Linked DNA regions of Mus musculus: region 2 is linked to region 1. A link is a contact called in public Hi-C data. All regions are on one chromosome and are shown on one strand. Each heading gives the region's core, a stretch centred on a gene start, on an enhancer-like site or on the middle of the called end of the contact. The rest is flanking DNA. Distances are from core to core; before and after follow the strand shown. Region 1 overlaps Slc22a2 (solute carrier family 22 (organic cation transporter), member 2). Region 2 overlaps Airn (antisense Igf2r RNA).

What was found. A called contact is a pair of places that touch in the nucleus more often than the background predicts.
Region 2: a contact with region 1 is called in a Hi-C map of regulatory T cells, with 5 times the contacts expected there. The contact joins two enhancer-like sites. A contact is called at or near these places in 8 of 484 Hi-C or Micro-C datasets (CD4 T cells, the G1E-ER4 cell line, differentiating embryonic stem cells and 4 more) and 1 of 115 datasets of contacts at active chromatin or transcription factors (regulatory T cells).

What each region holds. Positions count from the first base shown.
Region 1 is chr17:12,602,212-12,608,647 of GRCm38.p6, reverse strand. It overlaps Slc22a2 (solute carrier family 22 (organic cation transporter), member 2), which reads right to left. Exons shown (of 11, transcript NM_013667.3): 4 at 2,554-2,722; 5 at 229-343. Among named protein-coding and RNA genes, the nearest start is that of Slc22a2, 21 kb to the right of the region's middle. Within about 2 kb of position 2,282, at least 16 of the 459 cell types and tissues checked have an H3K27ac peak or open chromatin away from gene starts, as enhancers often do. A contact at or near this core is called in regulatory T cells, where this site is marked.
Region 2 is chr17:12,807,645-12,814,080 of GRCm38.p6, reverse strand. The region is part of intron 1 of Airn (antisense Igf2r RNA); the gene reads right to left. Among named protein-coding and RNA genes, the nearest start is that of Igf2r, 41 kb to the right of the region's middle. Within about 2 kb of position 3,455, at least 125 of the 459 cell types and tissues checked have an H3K27ac peak or open chromatin away from gene starts, as enhancers often do. A contact at or near this core is called in regulatory T cells, where this site is marked.

The DNA of each region.
Region 1 (6,436 bases), core at 1,033-3,532:
GTTTTTAAAAATCTGCTTTATTTTTGAGTCTGATGTTTGCCATCTGTTCATTCTCTCAGGGAACATGAGTCTTGTGTATGAAATTTTCTAATGTATTTTCCTACAGTGCGGCCAAAATGCAAGGAGGTGGGCCCCATGCCTCTCTGCTGGGATCACTAGTACACGTGGCATGTTTTCTGCACCCTCCCTTCTCAGTACCCAGCACTTGACACCTAAGCCTCAACTCACCTGAAGAGAGACTGGCACCGATTTTCCATTTTTCTTAGCAATATGCTTAATGATTTTCATGGCTTTTGCATTTTTGTTCTGGGAGATCAACCATCTTGGAGACTCCGGTATGCACCTAGGGTATAAGACCAGGGAAGGGGTACCTTGCTGCCTGTCCACTGCCAAGCCACACAGTTGAGTTTCTGGGAGCACTTTGCATTGGGAGGTTCAGTTGGATCTTCTGAGTAGGCCAAGAATACTGGGCAGGGCATGTGGGGCTCTGTCTTCTCTTAAATGCTGATTTGTCTGTCAGTCCATGTCTGGGAAGCCTTCAGGCCTCTTCCTCAGAGACGCCTGAACAGCAGCACATGAGCTACTAAGCAGGGAGCAGCTGAACACGCAGCTTGTGTTACCGCAAGGCCGGATGAGGAGGGGCGAGGAGGGGCAGGGAGAGGTGGGAAGGGGTGGGGAGGGGGGAGAAGGGGTGAAGGAGGAGTGGGGAGCAGTGGGAAGGGGTGAGTAGGGGTAGGGATAAAGAGGGGTAGGGAGGAGTGAAGGAGGAGTGGGGAAGGGTATGGGGGTGAGGAGGTGTGGGGAGGTGTGGGCCTGAGGACTTAGGTCAAGGAATAGAGAGGGAGTTGCAAATCATCTTTGAACGAAGCAAGGATATATATGATGTATATAATATAGATCAAGCATTAAATACTATATGATACACAGTTGATATATGGTTATATGGCCATATATTATAGGTAATATGTTACATGTTATATTATGCCAGATGAATTTTATATATGTATATATTTCATTCTGAAAAAGTGAGGTGAGCTTCTGAGATCAGGTAGTGGGCAGAATGCAGAAACTGGACTGAAAGTTTTGAGCTTGACCTAGCAGGCTTAAAAGGGCCCTGCAAGTCCTAGGGTGTTGTTCTAAGCAAGCACTCTGGGTCCTGACCTAGCAGGCTCAAGCAGCCACTGCAAGTCCCCAAGGGCCTATGTCTTGAAGCCCACAGAACAGTCAAGGTCAGGGTGAATGTAGGCAGGGGGTGGGGTAGGAGGGGCAGCCAGCTATTTTGGAAGCTAGAAGGGCTAGGCTTACTGGGTTAAAGGCATAAGAGCTGGAAGTCTTGGTGGCTCACTGCTCTGGGAAAAGTAGAGCCTAGAGGGACCTGGGCTGGATCTTTTTGTAGGAGGGCCATGTGGAAGAGGACCATGGTGACAACTGCTTGGTTAAGAGGGGTCAAGAGCCAGAGTGTAGCCTGCTCAGCCACACCACTGGGATGCTGTAGGGTCATTTTTTTTTCTAGCTGCCCATGATAAAGTTCTAACAGCCTATTCACTGTTGCTTGATCTTGGGAAGGGGGACAAAGACTGGGGCTTGGGAGAAGGTAGGAATCTGGACAGCTTACAGGTGGAGGACAGATGGTCTAGGCTTTCCTGGGAACACCAGGGGAAGAAACTGGCTCAACCCAAGCTGAGATGTGTCACTGTGGGCTCACTCAACAGCTCTGCTAGATGCACACATAAGGGTTATCTGTGTTTATGTGAAGTTTGGATAATCACTCGGGCCTTACTGTGGGAGTGCCTTGGACAGGAAGTTACCACAGAGCCTGGTATTATGTGATCTACAGAGATGCAGCCACAGGTTTACTGATGTTGGGGAGACCCCACCAGGACTGGGAAGGAATTAATAGAAGTTTCTGGAGAGATGAAGATTTAATCAGAACTGCCTGTGGCCCCCACCCCTACATCTGTTCCTGAAGCCCCCTTTTTTCCTATAGTGGTACCAGTTTGCTCCTTTTGTTTCAGCTTTTCTGCTCTAAGATTGGTGATTCATTTCTGTCCTTTTGTTTTAGACGTGTATGTGTGTGTGTGTGTGTGTATGTGTGTGCGTGTGTGTATGTGTGTGTGTGTGTGTGTGTGTTAGAGAGAGAGAGAGAGAGAGAGAGAGAGAGAGAGAGAGAGAGAGAGGTCTCTCCAGCCCCTGAGAGAATCATTTACCACACTGCCTGACCATCTTAGAGTTTTTATAAAGGAGTAACTGGGTAACAAGGGAAAACACTGTTGACTTTTAAGAAGGGCGTGCCATCCAAATTGGACACCAGCTGCTGGGAGCAAACCATCAAATAAATAACAGGAACTAAAAGAAACAGGTCACAAAAGTCTTAGGCCCAACCTAAAGAACATTGGATTTCCAGCAGGGGACTGTGTAGTTTTTATGTCTTCCTGTGACACAGGCCTGGAGAACAAAACCTTGCCATTTACAAGCAGGGTGTTCATGGGGAAGGAAGACTTGGATGACATAGATTATTCTGATTTGTCTTCTTTTTGTTCTCAAAAGACTTACCAGAAATAGAGCAGGAAGCAGAAGTTGGGCAGAGTCACGGCAAATTGCAGCCACCTCCAGTTGGGAAGGGCATAGGCCACTCCAGCCAGGATCAGGAGCCCAACAGTAAAGGCGATTTGGTAACAAATCCCTACTGTTCTGCGATAGCCCAGCCCAACAAATTCTGTAACTAGAGAAAAGAATTCATGTGGTCAGCAGGATGAGCCAAAACTGACTCCCAACCTTATGCCAACCAGCTTAAAAATACAGGCTTAATTTTCTATACAGCTCTCCAAACAATTTAAAATGTGTGCGTGCGTGCGTGCGTGTGTGTGTGTGTTGTATGGTATTTGTGTGGTATGTATGTGTTGTATGTGTGGTGTGTGTGTGGTGTGTGTATATATGTGTGTTGTGAGTGTATGTGTTTGTTGTATATGGTATGCATGTGTTATGTGTGTGTGTTGTGTGTATATGTGTGTGAGTTGTGTGTGTATGTGTGTGTTTTGTGTGTGTGTGTAGTAGTAGTAGTGGGCATTTCGTTGCAGTTATTACTGCTGTATTAATTATAAACTTGCATTAACTGAACCTTATTAACAAAATGAGCAAATCTTTTTGACTTTTAGAATAATTTCAGCACAAAGATAGGTATAGTACCTCATGCCTATAATCCCAGTACTTGAGAGGCAAAGGCAGAGGGAGAGGCAGAAGCAGGAGGATTCTTATAAGTCCAAGGCCATTCTAAATTACATACATACTTTTGTGTCAAAAAACAAAATAAAAATAGCAACAATAATAACAAAAGAATTTCAGGGGCTGAAAAATGGCTCAGTGGTTAAGAGCACTTGCTGTTTTTGCAGAGGAGCTAGTTCAGTTTCCAGCACCTCTGTCAGGTCACTCACAGCCACCTCTAACTCCAGTCTCAGGGGATCTGACACCGTCTTCTACTCTCCATAGGTACCTGCTCATGTGTGGCATATACACACATACACACAAAAATAAAATAAAATAACATAAAATAAAACAATATTTTTAAAATTTCAGGGATGAATGTAATTGCATTTTACACAAAATTCACACAAAAACCAGGCAGTAATAATGCAAAGCATGAACAAATTAATTAAGAACTGAGTTTGGGTCACACACATATGTTTCATATATCAATGGAACTTTCCAGACAAGTTGCTCTCTTACACAAATAAGTACTTAGTGATTCTGTTTATTTTTTGTAATGGACTTAGAAACCCTGTGGTGGGCAGGGGCAGGAATCAGCTACTACTAGCTTACAAAGTATTCATTAAAAAAATTTCAAGATTCTGTGCAGGTGAGAGTGTGGACTACAGAAGCTAACAGATTCTGGGACAGGCAGAAGTGACACAGCTTCTGAGGCAGACCCCGTTTCAGGCTCCAGACATCCGGGTACCTTCCCTGCCAGAGGAGAGGTATACACCCTGCCTGGGAGGGCTTTGCCGGAACACCTGGGGGAGCCATCTTAGTCCCTGGATCCCTCTGAGACTAGTCTGAGCAGGTGAGAGTGTGGACTACAGAAGCTAACAGCTTCTGGGACAGGACCTGTTTTGGGCCTTCATCTTCTACCAGGAGGCAGGTCCAAACACCAGATATCTGTGCACCTTCCCTGCAAGAAGAGAGCTTGCCTGCATAGAGTACTCTGACCACTGAAACTCAGGAGAGAGGTAGTCTCCCAGGTCTGCTGATAGAGGTTAACAGAATCACGAGAGGAACAAGCTCTAACCAGAGACAACTATAACAACTAACTCCAGAGATTACTAGATGGTGAAAGGCAAACCTAAGAATCTTACTAACAGAAACCAAGACCATCATCAGAACCCAGCACTCCCACCTCAGCCAGTCCTGGGCACCCCAACACACCGAAAAGCTAGACCCAGATTTAAAAGCATATCTCATAATGATGGTAGAGGACATCAAAGAAGGACTTTAATAACTCACTTAAAGAAATACAGGAGAACACTGCTAAAGAGTTACAAGTCCTTAAAGAAAAACAGGAAAACACAACCAAACAGGTAGAATTCCTTAAAGAAAAACAGGAAAAAACAACCAAACAGGTAGAATTCCTTAAAGAAAAACAGGAAAACACAACCAAACAGGTGATGGAAATGTACAAAACCATACTAGACCTAAAAAGGGCAGTAGACACAATAAAGAAAACCCAAAGTGAGGCAATGTTGGAGATAGAAAACCTAGGAAAGAAATCTGGAACCATAGATGCGAGTATCAGCAACAGAATACAAGAGATGAAAGAGGGAATCTCAGGTGCAGAAGATTCCATAGAGAACATGGGCACAACAATCAAAGAAAATGCAAAATGCAAAAATATCCTAACTCAAAACATCCAGGAAATCCAGGACACAATGAGAAGACCAAACCTATGAATGATAGGAGTTGATGAGAATGAAGATTTTCAACTTAAAGGGCCAGCAAATATCTTCAACAAAATTATAGAAGAAAACTTCCCAAACCTAAAGAAAGAGATGTCTACAAGAAGACTACAGAACTCCAAATAGACTGGACCAGAAAAGAAATTCCTCCCAACACATAATAATCAGAACAACAAATGCACTAAATAAAGATAGAATATTAAAAGCAGTAAGGGAGAAAGATCAAGTAACATATAAAGGCAGGCCTATCAGAATTACACCAGACTTTTCACCAGAGACTATGAAAGCCAGAAGAGCCTGGACAGATGTTATACTAAGAGAACACAAATGCCAGCCCAGGCTACTATACCCGGCCAAACTCTCAATTACCATAGATTGAGAAACCAAAGTATTCCACGACAAAACCAAATTCACACATTATCTTTCCACGAATCCAGCCCTTCAAAGGATAATAACAGAAAAAAACCAATACAAGGACGGAAATCACGCCCTAGAAAAAGCAAGAAAGTAATCCCTCAACAAACCAAAAAGAAGACAGCCACAAGAACAGAATGCCAACTTTAACAACAAAAATAAAAGGAAGCAACAATTACTTTTCCTTAATATCTCTTAATATCAATGGACTCAATTCCCCAATAAAAAGACATAGACTAACAGACTGGCTACACAAACAGGACTCAACATTCTGCTGCTTACAGGAAACCCATCTCAGGGAAAAAGACAGACACTACCTCAGAGTGAAAGGCTGGAAAACAATTTTACAAGCAAATGGTAGGAAGAAACAAGCTGGAGTAGCCATTCCAATATCTAATAAAATCGGCTTCCAACTCAAAGTTATCAAAAAAGACAAGGAGGGGCACTTCATACACATCAAAGGTAAAATCTTCCAAAAGGAACTTTCAATTCTGAATATCTATGCTCCAAATGCAAGGGCAGCCACATTCATTAAAGAAACTTTAGTAAAGCTCAAAGCATACAATGCACCTCACACAATAATAGTGGGAGACTTCAACACACCACTTTCATCAATGGACAGATCATGGAAACAGAAACTAACCAGGGACACAGTGAAACTAACAGAAGTTATGAAACAAATGGATTTAACAGATATCCACAGAATAGTTTATCCTAAAACAAAAGAATATAACTTCTTCTCAGCATCTCATGGTACCTTCTCCAAAATTGACCATATAATTGGTCACAAAACAGGCCTCAACAGATACAAAAATATTGAAATTATCCCATGCATCCTATCAGATCACCATGGACTAAGGCTGATCTTCAATAACAATATAAATAATAGAAAGCCAACATTCATGTGGAAACTGAACAACACTCTACCCAATGATATCTTGGTCAAGGAAGGAATAAAGAAATAAATTAAAGACTTTTTTAGAGTTTAATGAAAATGAAACCACAACATACCCAAACTTATGGGACACAATGAAAGCATTTCTAAGAGGAAAACTCATAGCTCTGAGTGCCTCCAA
Region 2 (6,436 bases), core at 2,206-4,705, 200 kb before region 1:
GGTAGAGCAGTCACCTGGCAACCTGCCCTATTTCCTATCACCAGCAGTGCATAAAACCAGGCATGGTGGCACTTTTGTTTCCTAAGATTCTATGAGAAAAAGAAAAAGATAAAGGGACAAAGCCATAAACAGGTTAATTAAAGCTCAGGCCAGCCCTCAGATGAACCTGGTGTCAGGAGAGCTCCTACTTGTGCCCTCCCCATTCCGCACTGATCAATCCGTTCCTTTCTGTGAGCTTTACCACTGTTCATCAATCAGCACTTGAGATGGAGGCTGAGCCTGGGCTGGTGGGGTTGTAGGAGCCAGGACAGCCACCCGACTTCTGCTTACGGGTGGTGTTTCATTTTATGAATAGTGCTTCCTAACTGTTAGCAGTGAGTCAAGTTCAAAGGACTTGTATTGCTTGTTGCAGAGGGATTTTAATCCAGCAACATGGCTACTCTGGCTGGAATACAGACACACCATTAGTACACACCTTTAATCCCAAACAATGAAGGTGAAGTTAGTTTGTAGAAGGAAGCAGCCATGTTTGAAAGTGATGTCTAATTCAGTAGCAAACAAAGTGATGAATCAGAGAAAGATTTGACACAATAGGATCTGCCCAATCCTCATGAGAACAGAGAGGAAAGTGACATGACTTAAGAGAGAGCAGCACAGAGAGAGAAGACAGTGTTACTGGGACAGCTGTACAGAGACAGGCTGCAGAGAGAAACTAAGCTAGACATAAGTGAATACAGAATGAGCCAGAGAATGAGAAGGAGCCAGAAGATTAGAACAGATTGCCAAAAGTAGTATGAGGCCAAGCAGAGCAATTCAGTCAGAAGCTGAAAGAAGCCAGTTTGAACCAGTCAGCATGAAGAGGAGTTTTGAACCAGAACTGTGGAGTTGACCAGCCAGCCAGAGTTCAAAAGCACTAGAAAGGGTAAGCAAATTCAGCAGTAAGTCTCAGGCTAAAAACATTCGAGGTTAGATAAGACTGTATAGAGGGGAGAAGCTTCAGGGCTAGGCCTCGGTTAGCAGACTGAGCCTCCTAGATGACAATTACATCAGGCAAATAAAAATAAAATTTACAGTTTGTAGCCCCCCTCCTTTTGGTATGGTTGATAATTTGGGGTTGAATTCTAAATACTGAATATCATAAATTGTCAGGACTCCTTTGTTCATATAATGAAGGTTGTGGACTCCTTAGAAATCCATAAAAAAAACCCTACTCCTGGAATTACAGAGACTAATTATACAGCAATACAATTCTGTTCACAGATCCTTGGGGGAGCCCATGAATCTCCAGGCTCTGTAGAAGTCTTGGGTAGAGAGAGGTTTCTTGCAAACTCCGGTGGTGTGCATAGCATCTGGGAATGAGCTACAGCTCAGAAGTCTTTGTCCATCTCTGGTTGGCCCTAGCTTGCTTGGGTGCATCCTTCCAGGAGGCCCTTTGATGCTAGATATCTTTGAACCACAAGTAAATCCCAACCACCCAGAGTATGGGGGCAGATTGCATTTGGCAAAAGCAAACACACTCCACAGATGATAGCCTCAGACAGACGGCGGCTATCAAGACATTTAATCAGAGGGCTCTGGCATTTCAGAATTTGAGGGTTTGGAGTTTTGTTGGCTTTGGGGAATAGGCAGAACTTAATAAGCCAATAAATTATTCTTCAGCTCTCTGGTGCAAGCTGTAAATAGCCTTTGACAGGTTCTGCCTGTCATCTTATGAAGAGCATTAACCCTCTCTCTAACATCTTTTTCTGAAGGAAAAGCATTTCCAAATATACATATTAATTACAAAATAATAAGACAAATGAAAGATTACAAAGGCAGTTGCATTTTTTCTTTTTCCGGAATCAAAAAGAATTGTTTAAAATATTTTTAAAGTACATTTTTTTAAACTTTTTATTAATTTACATTGTGTTTTGGCAACAGGCAAATTCGGCTTCTTACCAAATAGTGACTGGAGGGGGAATGTCACTGTTTAAATTTAGAGATCTTAATCATTTAGTTGGGAAGCAATTTTGCCTCTCTCTCTCTCTCTCTTTGAAAGCATTGCTGAAACCAGAGCATTATAGTCTTGCTTAAAAGGAAACAATAATAAATATAATCGAGGGTTTTCCATAACACGTAATTGCAATCACGGGGCCTGCTGGAGAAAAAAATATATCCTCCACATGATGTAGTCAGTCTAATATTATTTACCATACCTATTTAAATTAGCTCAAACCTTCATCAAGCATGTTCTATATGCCATGCACTGTGCTAAACACGAATACTGCAATATTGGCTAAGAGTCTAATTTTTATAGCAGGCTTATATGCTTTGTGCTAAGCACACCAACAAGCCAGGGCCCTGAGGCCCAACAAAACAAAACACAACTTGAACATATTTATTTTCGAGTTTAAAAATCCTATGTGTTTGTGCATGTGTGGGCATGTGTATGTGTTTGTGCATGTGTGGGCACGTGTATGTGTTTGTGTGTGTATGGGTGCTTGAGGTATGGGTGTCAGATCACCTGGAACTGGAATTATAGGTGGTTCTGATCTGCCCTGCTTCAATGCCGAGACCAGAGCGTGGCCCTCTGACAGCAGTACAAGCTCTTAACTGCTGAGTCGCCTTTCTAGCTCCCTAGCCCAAATCTTTTTAAAGATGTGGTTATTGTCAATGGGAGTGCAGTGAATTTTGCATTCAGAAGAATGCAGACATTGTTTTTACCTCCACTCTTCCCCCTTTCACCCATAGTTGACCCACAATACCCTGGACATGGATAGAAATCCAAGGGGCTTGGGAATGGACTTGGTGCAGAAGTCAAGGTGATATGAGGCATTTTCCCAAGCACATGGCTGGAACAAGAAGGGTGAAAAGCAGTCTTCTGGTTTTGGACTATCCTGGGTGGTGGTTCAAGATTTGGTGGCTGAAGAAGTGCTTGGTGACAGGAGCCTGGTATAGCTGTCCCCTGAGAGGCTTTGCCAGTGCCTGACCAATACAGATGGGGATGCTCGAAGCCAGCCATAAGACTGAGCATGGGTTGTGGGGGCAATGGATGAGTTAGGGGAAGTGACTTTAAGGAGCTTAAGGAGATTGCAACCTCATAGAAAGAACAACAATATCAACAAACCAGACCCCGCCCCCCACCCCCACCCCCCAAGATCTCTCAGGGACTAAACCACCAACCAAAGAGTACACTCCAGCTTCATATGTAGTAGAGGCATCAATGGGAGGGGAGGCCCTTGGTCCTATGGAGGTTTGGTGACCCAGTGTAGGGGGATGCTAGGGCGGTGAGGCAGAATTGGGTGGTTGAGTTGGAAAGGGGGATGGAATGGGGGCTTGTGGAGGGGAAACTGGGAAGAGGAAGAACATTTGAAATGTAAATAACCAATTAAAAAAATTTTCGTGGCTGATGCAGGGAGAGGTTATACCACAAGGGGGCACTATTGCTGCATACGTTTCAAGGCGGTGCTGTGGCAGGGCTGGCTAAAGATCTGCTCCTAACAAAGGACGTCCAGAGACTGTAATCAGGAAGGCTACCCGGAGAGGACAAGCCAACTCCTCCACAGAAGGAGAATAGGAGACTAAGTTTGTCGTGGGAAGGCTCTAGACTAGAGCATTTCAAAGGATCAGGGCACGTGGGAACCTGTGGAGACTGACTTGACAAATCCACTGGACTGACTTAGGCAGCTCAAGCATTTAGCTAAAAATTAATCTGTACCGTTTGAGGAGATTGCTGGGTGAAATCACGAGTCTGCAGGCTGAGCTGGGCAATATGTTATCTCTGAAGTAGTCAGGCCCCATTCAGTCTGCTGCAGGCCCCAATAAGAAAGACTTAAAGAGAGAACTTGGGGACTGCCTGACTCTTTGAGCTGGGACAGTGGCCTTCTGCTGCAGGGCTCTGCCGGTCTCCAGCGTCCTGTGCGCCAAGTGCACATCTTGGGAATTCTCAGCCTCCATAACTATGCCATGCAGTTAATATGCATGCATGTATATATGATTGTATCTATTATATACACATACTATGTGCTTTATTAGTGTATATACACTATATTAGTACACACATATGTCTGTATGTCTATAATATGTACACATGTTTATATATTCTTTTGGATTTATTTCTCTGGAGAAGCCAGACTATACAGCTTTTACAGAACAGCGTTTGTCTTATATACATAGGGTTAGGAGATGTTTGGCATAGTTTGTGAGCTTTGTAAAGTAGGCCGGCTCTAAATGGCTAAAACCATATTTGGCCTGGCAGACAGGCATAAACAACAGGGGAGATGTGGAGGACCATCACACAGGGCTCATTACAAAACAACCGTAAAGGGAAAGAGGAGGACCCTAAATTAGGAAAAGTCTCAACACTAACAGTTATCAATGCAATGAGCCGAGGGCCTTACATTCCAGATGAACTCCCTGTCACCCTTGCTTGTCCAGGTACAACAAGGGCTCAGCTAGCAATAGCAATAGGAACGAATAGAGTCACCGTGAAAAGCATCCTGGAAGGTCCCCCAAAAGTTAAATCTAGGGTACCATGGGATCCAGTCATTTTTCTAGTCCCATTCCCTAACAGACCAACAGACTCAAAGAGACCCTCATGTGTCCACGTTGTGAGCTAGCATCCTCATTTCTAGAACAGGTGCCTGTCAGAGAGGGACAGATGAGCAAGACATGGTCCATATGTGTATCAGGGAATGCAAGCCGCAACTTCTAATATACATACAGAGTCAGCCTTTGAGGAGACAAGAGTCCTGATCCATGCTTGGCCAGCAATGACCTCTGAAGCAATCCTGGATGGAATGAGGGGATTGTAAAAGGACAAACATCATATGATTCTATTTACCTGAATTCCCCTAGTAGCTAGACTCATGAGTCAGAGGGTGGAACAGTGGCGGCAAACCTGGAATCCCAGCACGGGGAAGGTGCTGAGCATTTCTGCTCTATGAATTTTAAGTCTTGCTATTGTGGGATGCTATGAGATGTTTGGGAGGACAATCCTGCCTGCTGCCTCTGGACTTCACATGGGCTGCTGAGCCTATGATCCTGACTGTGACCATCTCCCCCAGGCCTCCCCAGGCCAGGCTTCTTCATGATGGTGGCTGCGTTCCCTCTACAGTAGCAGCCAGTGCCAGTTGCCAGTGGCACCTCATGGATTCATGTTTCTGCTCTGTTTCCTTAGCCTACACTGCGAACATAGACAAGCAGAGACTACCCAAGTCACTTGGAAGGTCGAGGTAAGACGATCAGGAATTTGAGGCTAGCCTTGACTTGAGAGAGAGAGAGAAATAGAGAGACAGAGAGACAGAGAGGAACAGAGAGAGAGAGAGAGAGAGAGAGAGAGAGAGAGAGAGAGAGAGAAAGAGAGAGAGAGAGAGGGAGGGAGGGAGACAGAGAGACAGAGAGAGAGAGAGAGAAAGTACATGCTCACGAGAAGGCTTTAGGTAGGCCCTACTATTGGGAATGGGAGGGTGTTGGTGGTGCATTGAGGGTTTATCCTAGACAGCTTACCAAGAGCCTTATGTAGCTGGAGGGGTGTGTGTGTGTGTGTGTGTGTGTACCAGTCACATCACATTTGTACTAAATGAAGGGTCAATTCCAGCTTTGTCCCTTTGGCACCAATTACAGTAATTCCTCAACTCATCCGCGGGGGGAGGGGGGGGTTGGGGAGGGCTTCCCTTCTGATCTTTGTGATAAGAGTTGAGCAAGGTTTGTGATAGCTAAAATCCAGCACAAACTGTTTCAAATAGCCCTAGGGGATGCTGCATCTTTAAGGCAGCCAGGAAGGCAAGGGAAAGCCCAATGTGAGTCAAATTGCCCATCTCCAGCATAGGAGGGTGTGGGGGCTCATACCTATAAACGTAACACTTGGGAGGCAGAGACAGGAAGATTGGCAAAGCTTATGAAGCTAGCCTGGGCTACAAAGTAATTTTTAGGCCAGCCTGGGCTATGGTGTGATACTTTGTCTCAAAACAAAACAAAGTACCTTTAATTGTAGCACTTGAGAGGCAGGAACAGGCAGATATCTGAGTTTGAGGCCAGCTTAGTCTACTTAGTGAGTTCCAGGAGAGTATGGAGGTATGTAGGGAGGCGTCTCAAAAACAAAGAAACAAGCAACAAATATTGGGGCTGGAGAGACGGTTCAGCACTTAAGAGCACTGGACCGCTCTTGCATAGGACTTAGGTTGGTTCCCACATGGCAGCCCACAACTATTTGTAACTCCAGAGCCTGACCAATGCCCTCAGGCTCTCTGTGAACACCAAGCATCAGTGTGGCACACAAACATACATATAGACAAATACTCATACAGATTCTAAAAAACAACAAACAAACAAACAAAAACAACACAGGGCTGGAGAGATGGCTCAGCAGCTAAGAGCACTGACTGCTCTTCCGAAGGTCGTGAGTTCAATTCCCAGCAACCACATGATGGCTCACAATCATCCGTAATGAGATCTG